2 separate regions of the Sus scrofa genome follow, and region 1 is linked to region 2. A link is a contact called in public Hi-C data. All regions are on one chromosome and are shown on one strand. The core of a region is the stretch at or near the end of the contact, and the rest is flanking DNA. Distances in the headings are between cores, read along the strand shown. Region 1 holds the start of ING2 (inhibitor of growth protein 2). Region 2 holds the start of DCTD (deoxycytidylate deaminase).

The links. A called contact is a pair of places that touch in the nucleus more often than the background predicts.
Region 1: a contact with region 2 is called in a Hi-C map of skeletal muscle, with 5 times the contacts expected there. The contact joins the promoter of ING2 here to the promoter of DCTD in region 2. A contact is called at or near these places in 2 of 47 Hi-C or Micro-C datasets (heart right ventricle and skeletal muscle).

The regions. Positions count from the first base shown.
Region 1 is chr15:44,914,809-44,921,375 of Sscrofa11.1, reverse strand. It overlaps ING2 (inhibitor of growth protein 2), which reads right to left and starts at 3,781. Exons shown (of 2, transcript XM_003133342.5): 1 at 2,681-3,781. The coding sequence starts at 2,852. LOC100621235 (a long non-coding RNA gene) reads left to right here and starts at 3,810. Exons shown (of 5, transcript XR_001301384.2): 1 at 3,810-3,895.
Region 2 is chr15:44,490,042-44,496,182 of Sscrofa11.1, reverse strand. It overlaps DCTD (deoxycytidylate deaminase), which reads left to right and starts at 3,589. Exons shown (of 6, transcript XM_021075124.1): 1 at 3,589-3,612; 2 at 5,353-5,467; 3 at 5,851-5,986. The coding sequence starts at 5,360.

The DNA of each region.
Region 1 (6,567 bases), core at 2,532-5,031, 430 kb before region 2:
TCGATGTAATGTATATCACTAATTATTACTATAAGTATTAGATCTAAAAACAATATTTTAGAACTAGCAAATAAAAAAAACAAAAAAAAACAAAACAAAAAAAAAACCTAAAAGCCAGAGTTCCCATTCTGGCTCAGTGGTTAATGAAACTGACTAGTATCCATGAAGACTCGGGTTCAATCCGTGGGTTGTTCATTGGGTTAAGGATCTGGCATTGGTGTGAACTGTGGTGTAGGTCGCAGAGGGGGCTGGATCCTGTGTTGCTGTGGTTGTGGTGTAGGCCCGCAGCTACAGCTCCGATTAGACCCCTAGCCTGGGAACCTCCACATGCCGCAGGTGCAGCCCTAAAAAGCCAAAAAACCCCCCACAAAACAAACAAACAAACAAAAAAACCTACAAAAAAAACCAAAAACAAACAAGCATATAAAGCTAATGGAAAACTGTGAAAGTTGAGCTTAGTAAGCATTGTACAGAGTAAAAACAAGATCATTGTTTTTACGTTTCTTTTGAAAGTAACTACAATCTAAACGGAGCTAATTTTTTTAAATCTCTCCATTTTTGAAGGCCTAATCCTGTCTCTTGTGTCGTTAGAGCTACTTCTGTCAACTCTAGAAGGTCAAGATGGCAGATTTCCCTGTAATAAACTGTCCCTCCCAACTCAAATGAAAATAGCTTGACTTTTGTAAAGGCAAATACATCTTTAAAGAAATGTAAAAGCCTGCAAGTTTTACAAAGTTCAGAGTTATGATTATTTGAAAAACTAAAGTTGTTCAACATACAATTCTTAAGCACACATATAACATTTTTAGGTTACAATTTCAAGTATGTGCTCCATGTCTATAGAAAATACCTTTAGAGAGTACTTAAAAAAAAAAAAAAAAAAAGCTTAAATAATTTAAAAACAAGGATGTGCCCCTGAAGTAGCCAGGCTGTGGAGTCAAACATTCCCCATTTAATCGGACAAGTAACTTAAAACTCCTTGTAAATTTTAATTTATCTGCAAAATGAATTTTAATTTCATAGAGTTGTGAAGATTAAATGAGATAATGTTCTGGACGTGGTGCAGCAACTGACGGTAAATAATCTGTATTATTTCACTACTCCCCCCGCATAAAGATCAGTCCTCTTAATCATACGGGCTCAAAATAAATTACAGATTAAAACACACCGAGATGCTCTAAAATCCTACAGGCCCAAAAATATCACCCTTTAAGAAACGGGTTCCTTAGAGACTAAATCACAGGATTAGTGACGTGCCGAAACAGAGAATGGGTCCAAGAAGTTATCCCTTTAAAGTCCATATGGCTGGTTACACATTAAGTCCCAGATCTGTTCCTTGATTCAGGGTTATTAAACGCAAACGGCTCCCCATTTAGACTCCCCTTCTGGCGAAAGGCGAAAGGGCCACCAATGGAAAATAATAAATAATACTTTCTGTAAGAAAAGCTGAGCCCCAGTCCTAGCCTCCTGGATCGGACCACAAAGGGTGACTAGTGCCTCAATCACTTAAACTTGGCAAGAGGAGGGACTCAGGGTTTAAGGGACGCCAGGCGGTTGCCCAGTCAACCAACCCACATCCTCCAAGGGCCCGGAAGTGACGCAAGGCCCGGAACCTACGCGGTGCCAGGGTCAGGGACGATCCCAGCATCTGACAGTGTCTTTGTCGTGATTGAGTGGTTCGGAAAAAGTAAAAAAAAAAAATCACAACAAACAGTCCCAGATCCCAACACTGAATCTCCTGAGAACGAGCTAACTTCCCGCACAGCTCCCACCCGTTTCCAACCAGCTAGCTTCGCCCAACTCTGTGCGAGACCAGCCATCCCCGACACTGGCCATTCCCGAGACCGGCGGGAGCGCGCGTGTCCTCGCCCCTCCCATGTCCTACGTCACGGCCTCAGGCCCCGCCCCCAAGTGGGGGCCCTCCCCGCCACACACACACACACACACACACGCGCGCGCGCGCACACACACACACACACACACCCTCTTCCTTCCCCGCAGGGACCCCCCTAGCCCTTTAACCATTTGGCTGAACAAGTTGGGAAAGGCTACGGCCCGGAACTTTCCCTGGGGCGGGAGAGGAGACTACTATTCCCGAGTCCGGAGCCTGAGAGCCGACGGAGGGACCTCCCCGGAGGCCGCCTTCGCAGCCCTCTAGCCCCCTCCCCCTCGCACGTTCCAATGCATCTGCTCTCAAGGAGTGGGGGCCCACCTGGGGGGTGGGGAAAGCCAGGCCCAGGAGACCAGCGGGAGTCCGGCCGCGGCCGGCCGCTCACTCCCCACAGCCCCGCCTGGCCGTACACTCCCCGGCCGGGGCAGGAGGGTCTGCGGCACCGGGCAGGGGAGCGCCGGAACAAATGCTTGCTGCTTAAAATGGCTGATTCCCCTCCACACCAGCTGCAGCCTCCGGGTCTGCAGCGGGGGCTGTCGAGCCGCCCCCACCTCCACCCTTGAGACTCCAAGAGAAGTCCTCGCCGACCGCAGGGGGAAGGGAGGGCCGCGAACCCCGTCTCCAGTCCCGTTCTCCCGTCCCACACACCAGACCCCTCTGTACACTCGGGGAGACTGTCACAGGAGAAATGGAAAGCGGCACTTCCCCAGGCAGGCTCCGAGGGACCGTGCCCGGCGGCCAGCGGATGAGTTGGGGGAGGACCCGCACAGGCAGTCCCGCGGCCCCTACCTTGATATTTGTTGTCCAACTCTCGCAGCACGGACACGTTCCTCTGCATGTCGTGGGGCAGCGACTCCACACACTCGAGGTAGTCCTGCACGTAGCAGGTGAGAAGCCGGCTCCGCTCCCCGGTCAGGAGTGCGGCCGACGAGTAGAGTTGCTGCTGCTGCTGCCCTAACATCCTGCCGCCGCTGCTGCTCCTCGCCGCCGCCGCCGCCGCCGCCTCCGCATCCAGCAGCCACTCATGCAACAGCCACGGCCGCCGCGGCTCCTCTGCTCCGCAGCCCGGCGCCGCGGGGACACCCGCAGCCGCTCAGGAGGGCACAGCCGAGTCCCCCGATCTCCACTCCCCCCAAAAAGAAGCCCTCACTCCCCGCCCCCGCGGTAACAAGCCCAGGGGCGGGGCGAGATCTGGGCTCCCTCCTTTTTCCCCTCCCTCCCCAGGACTAGAGCAGCGGGGATCCCCCCAGCGGAGCTGGCGCCGGGGTCCCGGGCGTTGACACTTCCTGTCCCCCTCAAAATCCCCAGATGCTACCGATGCCGCTTCGCAGCTCGGAACCCCATGACAAGCCTTTCGCTGCCCCTTTCCTCCCAATCACCCTCGGTGCCTGTCGGAGAGTCTCTCACTGGATTGCCCCCGCCCCTCCGGCTGCGGACGCGTCTGCGCCTGCGCAGGCCTCCCTCCTAATAAGGCCGGGGGCCCGCCCCTACCGCCCTACCGAAAGGTTCGCATTCTCCCGCCTTCCCTCCGCCACCCGGGTGATTGGTCTGTAAACTCTCGGCCCGGGGCGGGGGGAGGGTGCGAAGGGCAGCCAAACGGCAGGCTGCGCACCGCCCCCTCTTAAAGGGGAAGCACTGTCAAGTCCACCTCTTTGCTCAAGGTCTGAATGGGACTTGCGGGGGCTGACGGCTGAGTCCTCCCTTTCGTCCTTCCCACAGGGAGGGGGAAGCTTGGACCAGCTCCCCCAGCCCGGTGTTACCGACTTTTCCCCCATCAGGTGGATCAAGCGCGGCCCCTCGCAAGCCTTAAAAGGAGCAGCGGGCGGTGGCTCTCCGCCGCGACCCTGGAGGGAGGCCTTGCGGGTCGACGCGGCGGCTTGCAGCGGGCGCGGCTCCGAGCATGCGCGGCGGCTGTGTGCCCGCCCGCTCGGCACCGCCCTCGGGCTCGGTCCTCCTCCCGCCGCGGCCTGTAGGCTCCCGGAGCATCCGGGGCTGATCGCGGAGGTAGGCGGTGCCCCCACAGCCCCCTGAGGTTTCTTTCTCCCTTAGTCGATCCGTGTTTTGAATCTCCTGGCTTCAACGAGGTCCCACCCTTCCTCAGACGCGGGGCCCCCCCGCGCCGTCCCACGACCGTGCAGGTTTTGTCCACCCTCCCGCTCTTGGGAGATCGAGTTTAGTGTGGGCTGACTGCCCTGAAAACTGTCCAACGGGTAACCTTAAAAAAAGAAAAAGAAAAAAGTTTCCCCCCGGGGGATCAGAACGTTTAAGCATTAAACGTCGGCTAGGGCTTCCTGGCGGCTTGAGGTTCACCACCACCTTAACATCTTTCTCCTCTAAGACAGAAAAACACTGGGGGGCCCGAGGACAAGGGGTGGTGAAGACGCGAGGAAAAACCTAATTAGGAATCAGGTTCACGTCCTCATCTAGGTGATCGGTCGACAGGGTTTAATTTCTGTCTTTTGTAAACTGAAATGCCAGGCAGAGGAGCTAATTTTAATTTCAGATGGACTCAGTTTGTATAATGACGTGTGTTTTTGGAAGAAACGGGTGTAAAGAGAACTAATACAAAGAGAATTTTAATGGCGTGCCAAAGTAAACAAACACTATTGTGAGTAGCACATTTGAGTTAAAAAGAAAACGTGAGTGGGTGATAAATTTGGATTTCTCCTTATATCCATTTGGTTCGCCGCGGTGGTGCACTTGCATGGTGACCTATTTAGAGTACTTTTGAAATAGCTGTTAATAGTATGGTTACCATTGACATGCAAAGAGAAATCTAGACCTTGAGGTACAGGATATTTTAAATTTTAAAGCCGAAACAAAGCATTCTTGGAAATTTGAGTCTTGGGAACAAAGTAATATTACACAGGACTCGAAGATTGTCATGTGCTATTTTCCTGTGACACTTTGAGGTTTTGACCACTTCAACCCAGGCAGTGTAGTATTGTATTTCAGAGAATCATCTAGGTTTCTTATTGTTGTCCTCCTTTAAATCTCTTAGGTTAAGCAGCCAGATCTTGTCAAAAAACAGTCACTGTGAAAAATTGAATTTTATCACTTTTTGCCTGAACCTTACTAGTTTTGTTTACACATAGATTTAAATCGGTTAGGGTTTTTTTGAAGGCCCCAAATAATGCACAATGTCTTATTATTTATTGATTCTGATTAGACATAGAATGCACCTATGATTTTATTCAGCCTAAATAGTGATCTGCAGGCAGATATGACACATGGTTAGAAAGTAGAAGTGAGAAAAGGCAGTGATTCTGAATACCTAGAGCACTCCCTCCAAGAACAGAAGAGCATGAGATGAAGGGAGGATGAATATGCAAATGTAAAACTTTTAGAGCATTATTTTCACCTTTCATAATCCTATTGAACAAGCTGAAAGGAAGCAAAAAAAAAAAAAAAATCCAGATAATGATTTTTGAGCTTGTGTTTTTCTAAACCTAAGGACACTCTTATCTGGTCATATATATGTGGGTGTGAATTATTTCAGACAAGTGCTTTTCTTGCTATATTAATTTACAAAAACGAATCAAAGGCTTATTCCTGCCATACTTTTGAAAGCAGACTGGGTGGAGAGAATTAAAAAAAAAAAAAAATCACCAACCTCCCCAAACTCAACCCTTGACCTTGGTTATTTATCATGTCCTTTTCTTCTCAGTAATTACTTAGCTGGAAACTTGGGGCCTTTTCAAATTGGGTTCCTGTACCCTGCTAAATACAGTATTTAAAAGTCCCTAATTCTCGGAGTTCCCGTTATGGTTCAGTGGTTAACGAATCCGACTAGGAACCATGAGGTTGTGGGTTCCATCCCTGCCCTTGCTCAATGGGTTAGGGATCTGCCGTGAGCTGTGGTATAAGTTGCAGACACGGCTCGGATCCCCCGCGTTGCTGTGGCTCTGGTGTAGGCCGGCAGCTACAGCTCCGATTCGACCCCTAGCCTGGGAACCTCCATATGCTGCGGGAGCGACCCAAGAAATGGCAAAAAGACAAAAAGACAAAAAAAAAAAAAAGTCCCTAATTCTCTGCAATGTAGAAATTAATCAATGGTATTTAATTGAATGAATAAAGCAAAAGACATCTTATTTGTTCTTCAGTATATTTTTCTTCCAAAAGTAACCTTTAAAAAGGTAAGTAAAGGCCACCACCAAATTAATAGAAGTGTCTGAGATTGCCTTTAATTTCTAAATCCATTACTTTAAGAGTTACCTGGTAGACCCTTATTTGTGCTGTGAGAAAGGGGAGCAACCACTTCAAACTCTAGCTAGTAATAGTGAAGTTTTCCTAAAGATCCTGCCTGAGAAGTTTCAGCTGCTGCTTGAGTCAGGCCAATTAAACTTGAAATCTTTTCTTTTTTCCTACTTTTTAATATTTTTAAAAACTTTATTATGGGAAATTTTAAGCACATACAAAAGTAGAGATAATAGTACATAAAATACTAAGATACCACTCGCCCAACTTGAACATTTATCAATATGTGGCTCATGATATTTCATCTATAAATGTTCTGCACCCCCTTATCTTTCTTGAATTATTATCATTGTATCAGTAAATGCTTTTCCGTTTGTTTTTTGGGGGGATTTTTTTTTTTTTTTTTTTTTTTTGGGCTGTAGTCCCAGCATGCAGTAGTTCCCCAGGCAGGGATCTAACTCAAGCAACAGCAGTGACAA
Region 2 (6,141 bases), core at 2,340-4,839:
AAAAAAAAAAAAAAAAAAGAATCTGACTACAGCAGCTAGTGTCGCTGCGGAGGTCCAGGTTTGATCCCCGGCCTGGTGCAGTGGGTTTAAAGATCCCATATTGCTGCAGCTGCAGTGTAGGTAGCAGATGCAGCTCAGATTCAATCCCTGACCTGGAAGCTTTCATATGCTGTGGGTTTGGCAAAAAAAAAAAAAAAATAGTAATAATTTTGAGGATGTATCATCAATTTTGTTGATCTTTTCAAAGAACCAGCTTTTAGTTTCGTTGATCTTTTCTATGGTTTTCTTCATTTCTATTTCATTTATTTCTGCTCTGATCTTTATGGTTTCTTTCCTTCTGCTAACTTTGGCGTTTGTCTGTTCTTCTCTCTCTAGTTGCTTTAGGTGTAGAGTTAGGTTGTTTATTTGAGCTTTTTCTTGTTTCCTGAGGTAGGCTTGTACTGCTTTTGCTGCACTGAAAATGTATCATGATAAAGATAATCGAGGGCCTCAATTCTTAACTCAAAACCTATTTAGGAATCTTGAAGTTTTGGATAGGAGTATTCTATCATATCAACTTTCAGTCTCTCTGCCTTTCCTTAGACATGAACAACTGACTTTAGGCTCTAACACATGTATAAAAATGTATATATTGACAAGAACACTTATTTAATTTCTTCCCTAGAATTTACATTGACTTCTTTTCTGGTCCGCTCATCCCCTAACTTAAGGTTTAAGCAGTTCTCTCTAGTTGGACTGCTGCATGGGAACATAAACAATTATTTCTTTAAAAAACAGTGAAAGTGGTATTTTGCCTCTAAGGGCAGTTGTTGAGCCAGGAAAAGAAGATTTTGGTCGTGACTATCACTGGATTAAGAACAAGGATATTCTAACAGACAGATTATCTTATAATAACATTCATTGTGTTAACTGATCCAGCAACGAGGTTCATTTACTCAGCATTTATTTGGTGGGGGAGGGGTTAGGGGGTTGAAGGGAGGATGTGGGGCAGGAGGGAAGCTCTGTGAGGACATTCGTGGGTTTATCTTGTTGGTTGTTGGGATTCATAGCACCTAGCACATAGAGAATTAATTTAAAAATGATCGAATGTACAGATATTGTTGATTTTACAGTCGAGGAACAAAAGACTCCAAGGATGAAAGTAACTTCTGAAGGTCATTTGGGTAGTAAGAAGTAGAATCGGAGATCAAGTCTGGTTAGACTTTTTCCCCATGACAAACTTGACACACCCAGATGGGTGACTTTCCAGACTCCTTGCCTCTGTTTCTAGGTTGCAAGTCCCAGCCTTTCCTGGGTAAGCCGAGGTGATGGGAGAAGTGGTAGGTGATATGGTGACAGAGCAGACATCCATGAATGCCATCAAAGTCCCACCTGAGGAAACTTACCTTGACTTCTGTCTTTTTAACCCAGATCTGCCACCTTCAAGGTACTGAAATAAATTCCCGGCCATGCTACAGAGAAGACATGGATAATCCTCCAGCCTGTGAATGGAGGTGCCAAGCCAAAGCCTGTGGCATAATCCTCACAAACTGCTGATTGTGTCTACCCGTGTAAAGCCCCCTCTCCTCACACTTGATGTGGCTGAAAACATAGTAAGCCTCTGTGTCTGTGGTAGGTGAAGAAAGATCTTCAATTATAAACCAAAATACAAGGTATTAACAAGAGACTTAACACCTACAGTCACACTTGGAGTTACAAGGTGTTAATGAGCAAGATAAACCAAGGAATGCATTTTTTTCTTCCAAAGGTGCCTGAGTTCGCAGTTAGTGTGGAATAATTGAAACCTCAAGTTGTGAAACCATGAATCAGGAGGGTTTCCTGTATTATGAATGATGTCATTTTATAAGATGAGAGACTTTCAGTGAAACACGGGAACATTCAGGGTAATGTGTTTGTAGCAAGTAGGATCCTGAATTTATTGCAGAGGGGACTGTGTGAGTTGACCAAAATGGAGACTGATGAGAAGTAACTAAATTATGTATGATAGTCTTTACAGAGCAGAGGAAGGAAGAAAGCTTAATGATGTTGTGGTTGAAGGACCAGAAGCAATTGGCGATGCGTAGGTTGGAGGCTGGTAAGAAGAGAAATGGATCTATGAAGACTCAAAGACTATAGATGAGTGTGACAGGGACCTACCAGTGGATTGGGGAGGGGAAAAGAAGCAGGGGCTCAGCATATAATAAATTTTAGTGGCAACAAGACAGCCAAGTAAAGTTAACTTGACATTAAAAGTCATCATCTTAATCTACATAGCTCTTTCCAGTCTCAGTCTTCTCAAGGCAAAAAAAAAAAAAAAAAATCTATAGTTAAGGATGAAGTATTTTTTTCCCCTTTGCTTTCCCGGCATCCACTGAACACAGTACATAATTTAATTATTGAATCTACAGGCTGGACCATGGAGATGAAGAATGATGTGTCTGCTGTGGTGAGAAATTAGATAGAACCAACTGTTTATTCTCATCATTCTTCCTCTGTTAGGGTAAATTAATATAGTTAACAAGCTTTTGTTTGGATTAGAGGCTCAGATCTGGGATGTGCTGATCAGAACTCATGATCACTACAGTAGCTATTATTTATGGAGCGCTGACAGTATCCTCAAGCCCCACGTGTGAAACAGAAAGGGGTTCTTTTGTCATTCTCAGGGGTGGAACCAGTGTTCCACTAGACTTAAGGGCTATACATTTGAACAGAATAAGGAAACAAGAAAATCAGATTTAGTTCCCTAGAGCATAGAACTTCAGAAATGTCACCCAAGGTCTTTCCTATTGATCTGCACCATGTTTTTTGGTTTTGGTTTTTTTGTTTTGTTTTATTTTTTAAATAATTGTAACAAAATGTGCACAATTGCATAGCCAGCAAACATCACGGGGAAGACCGGGAGGGGTGTGGACAGTGGAGAGGGTTGAGAAGGGATCGCAGGCTTTGGCACACATCTCAGACCCTTCTACACAACTTGAGCAGGAACTGTAAAGCTGGTCAAGCAAAGCGCTTATGCAAATGCAGCTTCGAGGCATTCGAGCCTCGAGGCAGAGCTTCCCCGCCCAACCCAGTTCTCTGCCCCCAACAAACTCCTTCCCCGTGAAACTGTGAAGCTACTACAGGTCAAAATTACCCAGGAAGACATGGCGACAGAGCAGGCCCATTCCAGAGACTCAAACCAATTTTCCTTCCTTCCCCTTTCCGCTTTAGTGCAGTAGATTCTTTCGGGTCTTTTGCACAGGTAAAAGACCTCTCTCTATATAATTTCTTAATAACGGAGAGCCTTAGGTAGCAGATAGTAAAGTCAGGTGGGGGAAAAATAAATCCCCAAACCTGCACCATCAACAACAAAAACGACCTACTTTTCTGCGATCTGAAAACTGCAATGGTTTTAAGGTCAGAGCCCCGGGAGCGGCCGCCTGCCGTACCTCCCGGTGACCCGGGGTGGCCGGGCGACCGCGCAGGTCCCGCCCAGCGGCCTCGGGATGGGTTCGCGGGCTCCGGGGCTCGGCGGCCGCCGCCGCCAGATCAAAGTCAACGGTGAAACCCAAACCCCCCACAACAAAGGGGGCCAGCCGGCCCGGAAGGAGACGTTCGTGCGCTGGCCCTAAAGGGCGCCATCCGGACCTTTAGGTGGGCTGGGCGAGTTAACTGTGCGGCTGGGACAAGCGCGCAGGCGACCCTGCGGAGGAACCGCCCGCCCGGCGCGCGCCCCCCGGCCCATCCTGGGGCGCGCGGCCGCCACCTTCCGGCCACGCGGCGGCCCCGCCTCCTCTGCCGACTTCCTCCCCGGGCGCGCGGCGGGACGGCGGCGGCGGCGGCGGGGACGAGCGCCGGCCTGCAGGTCGCGGACCCTGACCGGAGGGAGGGCGGGGGCAGCGGTACGGGTCCACGTGGCGCGGCTGGGGCGCAGGGAGTCCTGGGGACGCACCATCCCGGTTGGAGCCTCCGCTGGGCAAACACGCGCGGGGCCGCGGTATTCGGTCAGTTCAAGCCTCCAGGACGCTTTCTCTTTCGCGGGAGCCGAGAGCGCCCGGTGGTTCCGGGGGGACCTGAAAAGAGCAGTCATGTGTGCGTTGGGGGTGCGTGGTTCCGACCTGGGATCGGAATCGAGGGTGGCGGGAGAAGCATGGATTGTATCCCGGCGGGTGGCTCGTCCCTCCTGTACTTCTGCCCCTGGGTTTCGGGGCACCAGCGAACGTGAAACCAAACCGAGGAAAAAAATTCCTTTCTCCTTTTTCTCCTCTCCTTGCTAACCTACTGTTTAGCAAGCAGTTAACCGGGTCTCCAGCAGAGACTACGGAGACTGACTGTTAAACCAGGTGGTAAAGTTCCAGCCAACATCGCTTCGTATTAGGAGGGTTTACAGGCTTCTCAGAATTTGGGCAATGTAATCAGTGGGTAACAGTGGTGCCCAGTGCCAGCTTGTTGGCTGCGCCCCAGTCTGGGCCCCGCCACCGTGCGGGATAGCCTAAACTTCACAGGAGATCCTGACACCCAGCTGCCGGGAAATCTCCCCTTTAGCCCAGGTGTCCAGGCTTTCTCAAGACTTCTCACTGAGAGCCATCTGGGTCTTGTGTGGCCCTCCTTCCTTGCCCTTGTTTCCTCTCCTTTGAAAGGACACCTTCCTTCCTGGGAGTTTTAAGTCCCTTCAGGGCCACTCCCTGAAGAGAGACCGCTTGCACCTGCTGGGTAGCCCAGTGTTACTGAGATCTTGCCTTAGTACTCTTGTCACACTTCATAGCTTCTTCTCATTTGGTTCATTACTCGGTATAGATAACTTCTGTCCCATCTGGGGAAAGGAAAGGCACAAATGAATATCACAGTTGGGACAGCTCCAAGTGGAATCCAGCCAGCATGGATGGATAATCATGTGATGTGATCTCAGGCGAGCCACCTAAGTTCTCGTAAGAGGAATGTTAGTTACTTTAGCTCAGAATGAAGCTTGGGTGAGATGCTATGTATCATTTTTCACCGTGTCTGAAATATATTAGATGGTCAATCAGGGTTCCCTTTCCCCTCCCTCCTGTGCTGGCTCCATTTGATGGGGGAGATGTAAAGGATGAGAGTGATTTGTAGGGCAGGCATGCGTAGTAAATCCTATGAGAAAGCAGTGACTAGATGTAATATCTGGGAATAGCCTTACAGGCTGAACCCAAACTTCTGAAATAGGAACTTAATTTCTTAATTTTTTTTTTTTCTTAAGACCAGAGATCGCCTGGGATTCAGATGCTGTCATTTCTGATTGATAAATGTACATTGAAATTGTCTGACTTTGTCGATCCAAAGTTGAAATGTGCTTGGGTTAAGCTGGAAAGCAGATTGACCAAAATGTGTTTCTCGACCGCTGTTCTGTTGTGTTTTTTTTTCTAGACTCAGCATGAGCAAAGTGCCCTGCAAAAAACGTGATGACTATTTGGAGTGGCCTGAGTATTTCATGGCAGTGGCCTTCCTGTCAGCACAGAGGAGCAAAGATCCAAATTCCCAGGTAGGTGAGTTTTACAGGAGAATGTTTGGGAATTCATTCAGTTTTACAGTCTGAATGTTTCACAAGCAGACACAGAGGTTCCCACACATCAGCCAATTATACAAGCAAGAGACTCTGTGGACACCCGCCCGCTTACGGAAGCGGAGAAAACCTGCTGTTTTTCATGCTGCACTCCTGAGTGCTCACATTTTCCTGTGAGAGAATAAATTGTCACATGCCATCATTCACTGCCTCTTATACCCAGAGACACAGAGCTCTTAGCACATCCAGAAGCTGCCTGCCGTTTGGGAGCTCCATAGGCCTCTGGTCTCTCATACTGCCTCTCTGGTGACAGGCCAGCCCTCCTTCAAAGTCACTGAGCCTTTGGGTGTGTTTCCCTGTAGGTCGGAGCCTGCATCGTGAATGCAGAAAATAAGATTGTGGGCATCGGGTACAATGGAATGCCCAATGGGTGCAGTGATGACCTCTTGCCTTGGAGGAGGACAGCAGAGAACATCCTGGACACCAAATACCCTTACGGTAGGGCATTGTTTGTGTTCCGTTCCACCTATCGGCCTAGCCTGGATGAGTGCTTAAATGTGACGGATGGTCAGGAAGCGTCATTTCCTGTTCACTTATCAACAACTGGAAAGAAGCAGCATCCTATTGAACTACCCCAATTTCCCGCCTCCCTC